2 separate regions of the Zea mays genome follow, and region 1 is linked to region 2. The links are chromatin contacts, called in public Hi-C maps. All regions are on one chromosome and are shown on one strand. The core of a region is the stretch at or near the end of the contact, and the rest is flanking DNA. Distances in the headings are between cores, read along the strand shown. Region 1 holds the start of LOC100282819 (60S acidic ribosomal protein P1). Region 2 holds the start of LOC103653128.

Evidence for each region. Hi-C and Micro-C count contacts between places; a contact is called where the count stands out from the background.
Region 1: a contact with region 2 is called in a Hi-C map of endosperm, with 6 times the contacts expected there. The contact joins the promoter of LOC100282819 here to the promoter of LOC103653128 in region 2. A contact is called at or near these places in 3 of 25 Hi-C or Micro-C datasets (ear, endosperm and tassel).

The regions. Positions count from the first base shown.
Region 1 is chr4:39,982,022-39,988,765 of Zm-B73-REFERENCE-NAM-5.0, forward strand. LOC100282819 (60S acidic ribosomal protein P1) reads right to left here and starts at 3,912. Exons shown (of 4, transcript NM_001294271.2): 1 at 3,867-3,912; 2 at 3,655-3,764; 3 at 3,436-3,559; 4 at 2,485-2,835. The coding sequence starts at 3,723. The coding sequence ends at 2,699.
Region 2 is chr4:39,787,753-39,794,694 of Zm-B73-REFERENCE-NAM-5.0, forward strand. It overlaps LOC103653128, which reads right to left and starts at 2,380. Exons shown (of 1, transcript XM_008680090.2): 1 at 984-2,380. The coding sequence starts at 2,298. The coding sequence ends at 1,165. It overlaps LOC118476896 (a long non-coding RNA gene), which reads left to right and starts at 3,003. Exons shown (of 2, transcript XR_004857718.1): 1 at 3,003-3,318; 2 at 3,442-3,974.

The sequences.
Region 1 (6,744 bases), core at 2,662-5,161, 200 kb after region 2:
GCGCGAAAATCACGCGCCACCGGTCATGCGCGGGTTCTGGCTCGGACGGATTTAAGCGTAAATCGTGAACCAAAACAACGTAAATGAGTATGAATTTTAGCGTAAATCGTCCATCTGTTTCATAATAACGAATGTAGACCGAATGTATCTCTCAGCGCATGAGGTTGTCATAAAACACATCAAGAAATTTCGTAAATTGGTATAAGATACAACAAGAAGTGATCTGAGGTAATTGTAGCGTAAAATGCAAGCTAACCATCTACATGAGAACTGTTTCAGATTTTACAATATGATATAAGAGATAATTATTCCTGTTCACGTTTTTCCCGACCGTTTAGCAGAAAGCGCGGCGCTTGCACTCTTCCCTTCGAGCTTCTTGGTGATCTTCATGACACTGGACATACCCTTGCGCGCAGACACCTTGCGGTCCGACCTGCGATTGAGAAGCTTACGGTCCAGCGGCCAGTACGCGTAAGGTTCCATCTTGTCTTTCTTCTTCAGATCACCACTGGCCCTCTTGCTGGTGTACTCGTGACCAGTGTAGGCCCAGCCAGAGCCGGATGTCCTTCTCTTCTTGATGGACTGGCTTCTGACAGAGCTCTTTCCATCAGCCTCCTCGTCGTCACGAGGGACCGGCTTCTTTTTCCACTTCTCCCGCTCTTCGCGCACGATTATACGGCCTTCAGGGTCCACCTCGAACTTCTCGTCGTCGTCATCGGGTGCAGCCCTCTTTTTCCCTGCTGCTGATTTGAGAGCCAACCGCACCGTTTTCTGGTCAAGTAAATCTAGGGGGTCGCCAGTTGAATGGTCAATGAACTTGTCTAGTAGTTTTTTATCTCCTTGGCGCCTCCGACTCAACCTAGAAAGGATGAACAAAAGAATATTATTTCAGTTGCTAACGAGAACCTCGCTGTGTATGCAGCTATCACCTCACGTACCGAGTTGAAGCTTTTGATTCAGTATGAGATCGAGAAGTAGACAAGCTCCTCCCCCGCGCTCGGTGGCGCCGGCGCCCTCAAGCGCACCGCGGCAGACTCAGCGAGGAGGTTGACCGCCGCCATCTCCACCCGCGGGAACAACAGCCGTGCAGTCGCGCTGGAGAGTGGGTCCGCACGGAGCAGGGGCAGTCTGGAGATGTAGCACCGGCGCTGCGAGGAAGATGAAGATGGGGGAAGAAGAAACTGGCGGCGGCTACGTGCCTTCGGGAGATAAAGATGGGAGCAGTTAGGGTAAAGAAATGCGTGGGTAAAATGGGCCATCAAATAAAAGTTCTCGTGGGCCCAGAAAGCTAAATCGTGCACAAACTATATTTGCATAAATGGCAACACACATCATCGTAACTCATATGTTAATTTGGCGTAAGCAGTCGGGGACAGTAAACCAAAAATGGTCTGGTGCGGTCTGCACACCTGGTTGGTCGGTAGGTGGCCGGGGCTCACTGCAGTAATAGAAGCCCAGGGCTCCTAATACTATATATATATATATATATATATATATATATATATATATATATATATATATATATATATATATATATATATATATATATATATATATATATATAAAAGACTAGACTCTTACATGCACTTCATGCTGCATTTCTTGGTCATGCCATCCCACGTCTTGCAAGCACTAGTACACTCCCCTAGGACTCCGACTCTAGCCCGCTAAACTCGCTCAGCCACAAATTGTCGGGCCAGCTTATTCAGATTGAACAATCGAAAGGAAACTGACTAACTGAAAAAGAGCAGGTAAGTCCTAATTGACAAACTACAGGATTACTACTAACAGTAAGACCTAGGAATTCTTGATGTCCAACGTTAAGACCTAGGAATTACTAATCGATAGGAAACTACTGGTTCGTGTGATTGCTCAATGCCTCACAGATGATGGCTTGTGTGCTTACTCAATGTCTCAACGTATGGAATTCTTGATGTGATGAGGATGTGGATCTACTTTCTACTGGGGACCTCGTATCCAAACAAGGGTAAGTATGGAATGAATTATATACCCGATGTATTGATGCGTCCAAACCTGGTGAGAAATTCCTCATTTACAACTCTATCTTGGTGTGAGCTTGTATTATTAGGTGCATACTACGTTTTTGCTATATTAATATTGCTAGATAAGATGAGAAAAAACTATCTTACTCAGAGAGGAGCTATGTGAATATAACCTTTGGTTTAATATCTCTATCAAAGATAAAACGAAAACATATGTTATACTTCTAGAATGTTTTACCGCTACATGAATATGCTTTTGTTTAAAAATAACTTTGCCAAACACACATTGAATTGGACGATCACACAGTATCATTATCAAGTTTCGTAGACTGATGCAATCCTGCAGGAGTTGCCGTTGTTTCCGATAGCCATGACAGGTGAGTGACAGTGAGGCTAAAAAGATCACCGTGCAATTCAGCAAACAATTCGAAAATCGGTTGACTTCGATTAAAAAGCACCGACTGAAAACATCAGAGCATCAACCAGAGCAAGTTTGAGGTTCAAGAAACTTGGAACTCTATATAGAAACAAGTTTCACTCTAATACGATGGTTTAGGGTTCTTCATCACATTGTCATAGCCACATCTCAAAAACTCAAAACTTGAGTACTTGTAATAACAAAAGCCTACAGACATAACGTAAGATAAGTCTTGGACAGCATAAGCGAATTTGCTAATGGCTGGGTAGCGAGGGTCTCAGTCGAACAGGCTGAAGCCCATGTCGTCATCAGACTCCTCCTTGGGCTCTTCCTTCTTCTCCTCTGCAGCAGGGGCAGCAGCAGCTGCAGCACCCCCAGCTGGGGCGGAAGCAGCAACTGGAGCAGCGCCACCACCTACAAACGAATTTCAATACAGCAAATTGTTAGTCCTTTCAGAATAGAACTGGAAAAATCTTATGCACAAATTCAAGACTAACAACACAAAGGGCGACAAATTAACACAATCTAGCATGAAGTTCCAGTATAAACCAGTATAAACATGCACAGGGAACTCATTAGTGGATGTAAGGTAATTCTGGAACAAAATAAGGGGCCAAATGCATCCTGAATGTACTCATGGCAATGCCTCTCCATTTCACTAGCACAATGAAGATTGGAGTCACATACATGTCAAATTTAGCATTGAAAAAAAAACTAAGGTTCAATTCAAGTAAACAGAAAGATACTTAATACTCAGTTTAGTGAGTACAAATACACAGTAAGGTTCGGTTACAATGAATGTGAGATCTTATAATGTACTACTAATCGGTCAAGTAGGACAGAACTGACCCTATCACAGGGTTGGGTAATACGAACAATATTTAAAGACGTTAAGAATTAAGATTGTAAAAAAAACTAGGGACATAACCGAATAAGGTAAATCTACAAGAATAACCACCATCCACCGGCATATAAACACACGAAAGTATCTTGATAGCAAGACAGGGTGCATACCAGATCCCACGGAGAGGATTAGATCCTCAACGCTGCGCTTCTCCAGGAGCTTAGCGAAGAGCGCCGGCCAGTAGGACTCGACCTTGATGTTGGCCGCCTTCACGATGGTGGCGATCTTCTCGGCCTGCAAACAAGAAACACCCCCCACATAACCACGCGACCGCTCAAAAAAAAGAAAACTCTGAGATTAAAAGAACACTGCAGCGTGAGAGAACGCACGGTGATGGCGATGCCGTCGTCGCTGAGGATGAGGGCGGCGTAGGTGCAGGCGAGCTCACCGGAGGCCATGGGTGCGGGCGGCTTCGTCTAACCGGACGGATCTGCGACCTCTGCTAAGAAAAGAAAAACACGACACCGAGGTTAGGCGCCAATCGCGGCGGCAGCGGCGGCAAGCAAGGGCGCGAGCCAGAGGTGGAGCCGACGGCACGTACCAGAGGGAGTGAGGCGGCGAGGAAGGTGGAGGCGCTGGAGGGTGGAGGCTTCTAGGGTTTCGGAGGGAGGCGGCGTGGGTGGACATAATATAGGTGCTTGGGTTGGTAGGGCTTTGCCAGTGGCAGAAGTTTGGGCCGTATTGGGCCTTGTCGTGGGCTTTGTTCCCTGCGTCGTCATCGCTCTTTGGGTTGGACTGACTAGGCACTTCCAGTTTTCCATAAGCCATTTTGTTTTGCTTTTGACATGCCATGCCATGCCCCGGCCGACTAAAGGTTTAAGAATCGTAATCATTTTGTTTTGCGAATTGTCATCTTCGTGTTCATCGCATGAGAAAAAAAAATGACAAAATGACATTAAAGAAACAAAGCACACACGTTAAATAATACTAGTCGATTGCCCGTGCGTTGCAAACGGCTTATAACAATACCTATATAAACTATCCAGTAAAAATATTTCAATATTTTTTATTGATTGTCTCCGCTCTCCGTATAATATATTTTTTGATTTGGCTAACTGATGTTATTATTTACTCCATTCAATATATCTTGGTACAACACGGTCAATGAAGTGAGCGACTAGAAAAGAGTTCACAGCGACTACTGAACGAATAGAGATTATAAAATGACATAATTCTACCATACATAGACCAAATAAGAAAAGTTTGTGAGCTCAAGTTTCTAAAATAAGTCACATGAACTCAAACTTATAAAAAGGATAAATCAAAATATAGAGTGATTGCTAAATTCAGGCATCAATAAAATATGGATGCGCTCTATATAAATTATGCTACTTCGTAGCAATTACTAACGCTTAAAATCAACAAATAACATTTCATTTCCTGTTATTGTGGCAAATAATTGTTGCCCCATCCAATTTAGCAACCTCAAACACCATAGAGTCCATTGCGCCAATGTGGTCTCAGAAACGACTTCATGCTTGCAAGAGCCAAGAACGTCGTGACGTGCTTGGGCTGTAGCCTCGGTCCGTAGTGCTGATCCGGCCTAAGACGATTATATATTTTTTATTTTATAAAAAACATATATACATATATATACATATTAAAAACATATAAACATGATGTTCTACTGGTTAGACAGCTTTACCCAGTGTCTCCCGCCCTTCTTACATCAGAGCAATGAGTTCAAACCCCACATCCTCCACCCTTTTTTAAATTTTACGTTGATTTAATCAAATGGTCCGACGGGCTAAAGGGCTGGCCCGGCACAGCCAGCAGGCCAACATGACGTGCCTGGACCAGTGTTATGGCCCGCGGGTGTCTGGCCCGTGCCGGGCCGCTGTTTGGCCATCTATAGACGTGTTGTCGGTGTTTTGGGTCCGATCGCGCACCCAGGGTTGTCCCTCGAGGTGCTTTTTGGGGTAGGACGGTGTTACCGACTGTAGCTCGATGGTTCGTGCCAGATGCACGAGAGACCGTGGACAATTTTGTACAGGTTCGGGCCGCTTCGAGGTGCGTAATACCCTACGTCCTGGCGTGGATACTTTGTGTGATGGGTTACAAAGGGAGTTCTCTAGTATCGAGGATGTTAGAGAACTGAGTGGCTGGCTAAGTTGTGAGATATATCTTTTTGAGGGGATGCCCCCTAGGCCTTATATACTCGACCGTGGGGCGTTACATGCGGATATGATAACAGCGTGAGCCTAAGTAATAGTGAACCGACTGAGCCTATCTTCCTATAATTCTGCCGACCTATCTCCGTTCAGTTTCGATGTATGAGGACATTGTACGAGAAGGTCGGATCATTGTCGCGATTGCTGCTCAAATTCATTAGGCCGTCTAGGCTTGCGTTGATCCAATCTTGTGTCAATCCACTTCACTGGACGTCCCTCCCCAGGCCCACGAAGGAATGACCTTACGAACTATTGGGCCCAAGGCCTTTCGTGGGGTCTTTTAGCCTTCCAGTGGACCCGGGGGATATCTGTCCCCCACAAGCCCCCGATCTTTGGGTTGATTTAGAAATAACCGGCCCAAAGATCCTAGGTTCAGCTTGCGGTTTTTGATTTTGATAAGGAATGCATTGAAAATAGGTCCGCCAAGCCATTGTTTCTGAACTCTGAGTGACTTGGTAAAAACGATCTTCTGTTGTTTTCTTCTGCCATTATTCATCGGTCTTCGCTTTATTCCTCAGAAATCGGTGCTCTGTCTCAGGTTTATGCTTTAGAGATCAGCATTCTGCTTTCTGGAATTTAGGATTCATTGGGTGTAGCCCCGAGCTTCGAGTGGATTACTGAAAATAACCCACTCGAAGGTCTTCATCTCAAGTCTTTTTAGAACTCATGCTTTAGAAGTTAGCATTGTTTTATTTTTATTTCATGCTTTAGAAATCAGCATTTTGTCTTTTGGGGTTGATGATCTATTGGGTGCATCGGAGGTGCACCCAATGGGTGTAGCCCCCGAGCTTTGAGTGGATTACTGAAAATAATCCATTCAAAGGTCTTCATCTCATGCTGTTTTTAGAAATCATCCTTTCCTCTTCGTCGAATGCCTTAGAGATCAGCATTATATCATCAACTTTATGCTTTAGAGGTTAGCGTACAGTCTTGCCTTTGAGATCGAGCGTGCGATCTGCCCATGTCCTGTTAGGTTTGAAATTTATTTGATCTGCGACAGATTGGACATCTGGTAGATGGCTCTTGGCTAGTCTTCATATCACTTCGCGCTTCAATGCTTCTGTTGATTAGACTTGTACTTCATCATCTATTTTTGGCTTTCCTTCGATCTCCATCGATATATTTCTTCTGTCTTGATACATTCATTATGTATACTGTGTGGATGTGACTGCTTGGGAAAATATATTGAAAATTCCTGGACGTCCCCCCAATGGGTGTGAGCAAGGGACGACTTGGTGCGCTGAGCGT
Region 2 (6,942 bases), core at 1,130-3,629:
ATATTGTACATGTCTCTTCAAAGAAATGGAGCGTGAAGCGTTTATTGAAGGTAGAACAGGAAATACTGGTAGCACTACAACATGAAGAGAATGTGCAGTAGGAGAAGACTAGTGGCAACCTACTGGAGGAGGACAAGAATCAACCAACATGAGTGGATCGCTAGGAGGCATATCGAGGTTGTTTCAGGTTTAAACTTATCTGCCGCTTTTCTCTATTTTAATGTTGTCGACGACTGGACTGTGACGCCGCAGAGCATTAGTTGATGTAATAGGATAGCATTTCTGTTTAAACCTCCTCTTCTTTTGCCGTTCTAAAACTCTCTTGTACTTCCTTTTTGTGGAATGGAAATCGGATGACCTCGCGAGGAAAAATATATCTTAGCAATATACAGTATGTGAACTTCTAAGCATCGAGAATTTTGTTTCAACTCACACTTGGAAAAGTTATACTTGCATGGACTTTGTGTTTTCTATATTGAATATGATGGGCTTTTTTATGACATAGGAAAAAAACATGATGAGAATTTTATTTCAAGGCACATTTATGAATGGTATAGTTGCGTGTAATTTGATTGTGTTTTTCTATATGGGATATGATGGGGGGTTCATGACGTAAAAAAACATGGTGACATTGACAGGAACGATAAAAAGATAAGAAAAAATATATTTGATTATGTTTTGGTATGAGATACAGAAAAGAAAAGGATTGTATTTTTCTATATTGAATCTTTCTTGGGTATGGGTATGGATTCACTTTTAGGTGCCTGACCGAACCTTAGTTGCTCGTTCTAGAGGAGAATGCATGATTTCAGAGCACCCTTTTACTAATCTGATTTGAAACACGCCAATTCCAGGACGAATTGTATCTTTATTGGATTCAAGCGGTATTAGACATATTAATACATTGAATCATAAGAAAATTTTATTGTGAACATCCATTCAACAATATTTTAGAAGTAATAATGTCAACCATATATTCGGGTCATCCATACATCCAACTCAGCCATCCATACACGAACAGTGCTAAAAATCGGAGCAAATTACATTTTTATTGAATCAAATATACTAAGTAGTAGCAGCAAGGTATACTAAATAAAAAGGTACTATGTAATAGTAGGAGCAAGCTATAGTAATTAAAATAAAATATAATCTAATGGGCTAATACTAACATGGAGGTACATTAATCCAGTATGGCATTGTGCGCACGATCTCCATATCTTCATAATCATGAACCTGGACAACCTCCATAGTCTGCTTCTGGACATCATAGATGCATAGATCCCTGTGACCAGATACTAAGTGGGCCAGAAAGTAGAAGGTGTTCCCTCTAAGATTATTGGTGCTTGCATAGCACCAAGTTGCCATGTTGGTGCCTGTCAATAGGAAAGCCCTGTCCCCAACATCATCCACCGGGCGCCAGGCCACAAGTTCCTCGTCCTCGTCGTCGTAGGTTTTCTCCATCTTGAAGATACGAGCTGAGCTAATATTGGTGGGATCGAAATCCACGTAGTAGTAGCAGATAGCCAAAAGCTCGCCCATGGACTCTACCAAGTGGATGCAAGCAGCGCAAATGCCCTCGGGAACGAGGTCGAACTCTGCACAGACATCAAACTCATCGAACACTGCGGTGGGAGGATGGCCAGGATCAGACGGGAAGTCCAAGTCGACGACGCCCATCTTGTGCTGATCTGATTCCGTGAAGCGAAAGTACAGCTTCCCTCCGAGCGCGGCGACGTCATGGATGACGTTCTTGGTGGGCGTAGTGGGGGTGCGGAACTCCTCGGGGAAGAAGTAGTCACCAATGTCGTAGGCGTGCTGCCCCCACCTCCTCCGATCAGCCTCTCCATTGACACGGCAGAACCACATGAGAGGGTCGGTGACGTCGAGGAGAACGACGGCGCAGTCCGGGTGGGCGACGGAGCTGTGGGTGAGGAGGCACTTACAGGTGACGGGGATGTCGTGTATGGGTGGCAGGGTGATGGTCTCCCCGGTGAGCGGATGCCACATAGAGGCCTCCGACTCTTGTCCAAGGATGACCAGCCATCCTTGAGGCGTGGTGAAGCAGAAGTTGCCCTCCATCATCATGGGAGGCCTATTGTCGTGCGTGTAGACGATGCTCCGCTCAGGCAGGCTATACATGAGCATCTTGAAGGCGGTAGGAGCAGAGTCGTCTGCTGGATCAACAGCGGCAGCATCCTCGTACTCGTAGACGAGCAAGGGAACAGAGGCGAGGACCTGCGGCGGTGGCTGGATGCTAGCCCTGCCGCTGTGGCCGTCGTTCATCAACATGATGCACATGATGGTGGTAGGTGGTCACCAGCTAGATCAGATTGGGTCGTCGAATCGAATAATAAGCACTATCAACTCGCCGTCTCGCCCTGCTAATCGATCTCTAATCTTGAGACGCAGAGGTGCTGTGCCTGTGCTACGAGATGAGATGAGATAGCACGGGATGAGATGAGAGGCTATCTGGCTCGCTTATATATAATATAATATAATCATGAGCCTGGGCGATGAGATGAGAGGCTATCTGGCTCCTCCGCTCGAATCGGAGCCAGGTAGCTGGTTCGCCCAAACAACCGCGCGAAACTACCATCCAACAAATTAGGAGCGGTTTGTTTGTAATTAACCACCTAATAAAATAACAACTCTGAAATCAAAGCCTGGGCGTTATCGTCCTGGAGCTGCTGACGGGCATGGACCTGTCTGCCGCAGTGGGTCGCGTCCATCGTGAACGAGGAGTGTTCGAGCTGGAGCTCAAGCTCGCGCTGGACCGAGCGAGGAAGGTGGTGGCGCAGCGCATGCGCCGGCGGCTTCGGCTTTCGTATAGCCAAATATTTGCCGGCCCAGGGCCAGATTGACGTGGATCCGTGGGCCCATTACGGATGTAGACAAAAGGAGCAGGGAAGCCCAAACCTGAGACCGACGTACCGTGAGACGGTGACGGGCCCACGTGTCTGTATGCTACGTCATCCTAGCAAGCGAAACAGGAACGACAACAAGATAGATACTTCTTCCCCCTAACCGCGCAAAGACGAAAATGGCGACGGGGGTTCCTCTTCCCCGACCAGAGCAAGAGTCAGAGTCAGAGCCAGAGCCAGCGCCAGAGCCAGAGTCAGGGCGTGCCATGTTTCTGTGCCACAGAGAGCAAAGACGAAGGCGGCGGCGTTCCTCATCTCCTCCCGGATCAGAGACAGCGCGTGCCATGCCTGCGCCTTAGATCTCATGATTGGCATGCGCACCAGACTTCTCATAGATCTACGGTCTCCTTGGGCGTTCTGGAGCTGAAAGGTGGCACCTTCCGCCGAGATACGGTGGGTGAGTCTCTTCTCTGTCATGACACGAAATCCCCATGTTCAATCCTGTTAGTTGTGTGCCCCAGGTTTGTGTAGACTACTTTAAGTTGGTATGTCAACTCATTTTTTCAGTCTATCAAACCAGGTCTACGTGTATTCAGGTACTTGACAGCAGTCATCCTCCTTTGGAAGCTGAATAACGAAGTAGATCTATTCTTATGAAATATAATTGAGGATGGAGTCTGTTGAGGCGAAGGCGAAGACGCTACCCTTCACGCGAAGCCTTCGTCGTTTCGCTGCACCAACGAAGGCGAGATGGTCGGCGCAGTTGCCCTTTGTCATCTCCATCGCAAGACGAAGGCCAGATTCAGACTCCGACGTAGTCTGTTAGTCCCGCGTCCTCGTCTCGCCCGGAGGCCCACGCGGAATTTGGCCCACTGTAAGTCTGTAACGGGCCCCGCGTGGACAAGCATATTACGGGCCTCATCTGTAATAGCTTTTCTGTAATAACGGTCTGTAACCTCCTTTTATGAGAATATTATAGGGATAGTCCGGGTATCCGAGGGCATAAACATCCTTGTCTTGGGACGTTGGACACTCGGGTACCTATAAATACCCCCGTACAGTGCCCTTGAGAGGCCAGATTAACAGAGCAATTACCATCCCACATTAAACTTTGCTTGCACTCTTTCCACTTCCCCGTTGGATCTACTTGCCCAGGAGAGCAAGTTCCTACATTTGGCGCACATCGTTCGTGCTACGAACAAACTACCCGCGATGGCACCCAAGAGAGCTAGTTCGAAGGCAGCCCCATCCGTCGCCGAAGCAGCGAAGGCAGCGCTGCTAGCCGAGAAAAAAGGCAAGGCCCTCGCAGACAACACCCCCAAGAAGCCTGCGAAGACGAAGTTCTCAACAAGAGACAGCGCCACGAACAACCCACTCTCGAATGCACCCTACGCACCTGTAGCTCCGGAGAACCACAAGCACCACCCCCAGGCTTCGCTCCACCAGAGGGCGAAGACGCAACAGAGGACAGCGAAGTCATCGGCGTCTCAGCTGAAGAACAGCTACAACTATGGGCCCTGCGCATCAAGAACCGCAACCTCCAAAAACAGAAAGACATCCTCGAGGCCAAGCGCCAACGTGTCACCGCGCAAGCCAAGGTGCGCCAGATGATACGAGACGAGGAGCAGAGAGCCCGGGAACTCGAGCAAGAGATTGCGCTCATGCAGAGCGAAGGCCAGCACGATCTGCAGCACGGCCCGCCCTCCAATAGCGCGTGCGAGCCGGAGACTTATTCATACCCCAGCGCGGGCCCTTCATCCCGCACGCCGTAGCTTTCCAAGGCATCAACTACCTTGATAAGCGAAGCCCCCTGGCTCTGCAACTCCAAGTGTCACCGTGGCCCGCCAACTTCAGGGCAGGGACCTACCCAAGTACAACGGCTGCACCGACCCAGCACAATATATCATGAGCTACCAAATCGTCGTCGCATCATCCAGAGGGGACAACGCCACAATGGCCAAGTCTTTCATCATCGCCCTCGAGGGTCCGGCCTTGACCTGGTACACCAGGTTGCCCCCATTGTCCATCGACTCCTGGAAAGGACTCCGGGACAAGTTTCTGCTCAACTTCCAAGGATACCGACCCGACACCGATGCTTTGGCCGAGCTATCACTCTGCAAACAGCAAGAGAAGGAAACCCTACGGGAGTACTACCGCAAGTTCCTGACTCTCAAGTCACAATTGCCTTCGGTCGACGACCACATCGCCATACACTACGCCATCAGTGGCCTTCAGGCTGGCGTCCTATACAGTCACTGCATCAGGGACCCACTAAAAAATCTCCAAGAGCTCTATCAGCCGTTCGAGAAATACGCTAGATCCGAAGAGCTCCATCAGCGCAAGATCGAGTCTCAGAGGAAGCCCAAGGACCCTCCGCATTATTAAAGGAAAGTTTTACATGTATTTATAGTTCCGTCCTAGCCGCCGAGCAGACCGTGGGCTGGACGCTCGGACTCCGCGTGGGCCAACGCACGGAAGGACTCCACGCTACGCTCGGACTCCGCGACTCCGCGTGGGCACCTGCAAAAAAAACTCAGTAAATTGAAGGCGATTGGAATAATCAAACCCAAGATCTTACCAAGAGCAGTCTCAGTCTTTAACCACTACGATACAAGGGCGGTTTTGAGATATCATTAAGAAATATTGTATATATGTGCAAAACGCATAGAAAGAGAAATATCCATGACATTAACCACTTCTTATTAGGTTACTTATACCGTACAAATAGACGATATTATAAATATGAATATATTGTTAATGAGAAAATAAAAAAATATCCATATTTCAAACGTATAGTTTTATTTGGAGTCACTTTAAGCAAAATTTACTATTTACTACGTTTTTTTCACAATATGTCTTATCAGAAATATCATAAGAAAACGATATTATGTTTACAAGTTTCTAGTATACTCACTAACATCTAAGGCAGTTTGAATAGTCTAGATGACTCTAATAATATCTTTATTTGAGATGGTTTCATACATATAAGTGTCTAATATACTAACCAAAATATAAGACAATTCTTGTAAACTTAATGCCTCAAAAGCTATATTTATTTAAGACGGTTTTCAAAATCAAACTGTATTAAATCAATATAAGAAATTTCCTCCCATATATCTGTCTCAAAAACCTTCTTCAGTTAAGACGGATATCCAACAAACCGTCTTACCTTACTCAGCACCATATGATAAAAGACGCTTCTATAAAATGCACTGATATTTGTCTTAAGATGTATGTCTTAAATAAGCATATTTCTAGTAGTGGCAGTCCAGCCGAACCTGGACAAGGCCTTCGCAGTCAGACTCCGGACGGGACAGCCACAGTCAGCAGCAGGTGCACAACATAGCCAACCAGCACCCCGCCGGTGAGGCCGCTCGCTGCCAGGAATATCCCCCTAGGGCCGCGGAAATGGCGCGCGAGGCCGGGCCGGGGACGGGCGCAGCAACCGCGCATATATTACTGCCTGTTCCATGGCGAGGATTGCGCACACCCAACAAGGGATTGCCCGGAAACAAAGGCCACCAGGGACATGATGTCTCGAGCGCAACCAGCCGACAATCAGAGAGTTGTCGCGCACACATATCACCACCACCACCCACAACCATACAACGGCGACCACGCCCAACATCCACCCAACGCATATCAGCACCATCAGGAGGTACAAATTGTACCACCCTCGCTCCCGCCTCCGCATCAACCGAATCCACACCACCAAAATCACCCCCAAGCACCAAAACAAGAAGACTTTGCCGATCAGCCATATCGCAGAGTCATCCACATGATCACCAGAGGGTCCAGCGTCGACTTCGAGACGAAGCAGTAAAAGAGGGATCATTACCGAAGTGTCAACCACGTCACCCTCACCGGCCCAGTCGTACAAACGAAGTGGTCACATGTGCCACTAACCTTCGACGCCAGAGATGTTGATCTACGCAGCGCGCCCCACATCGACGCTATGGTGATCAACTACAGCGTGGCAGGCTGGGACCTGCACAAAGTTGTCACACCCGGTTTTAGAAGGCAAACCGAATGCGAATCATGTACGTTCCAGGATCAGCAATTCACGTACACAGCAGTTACA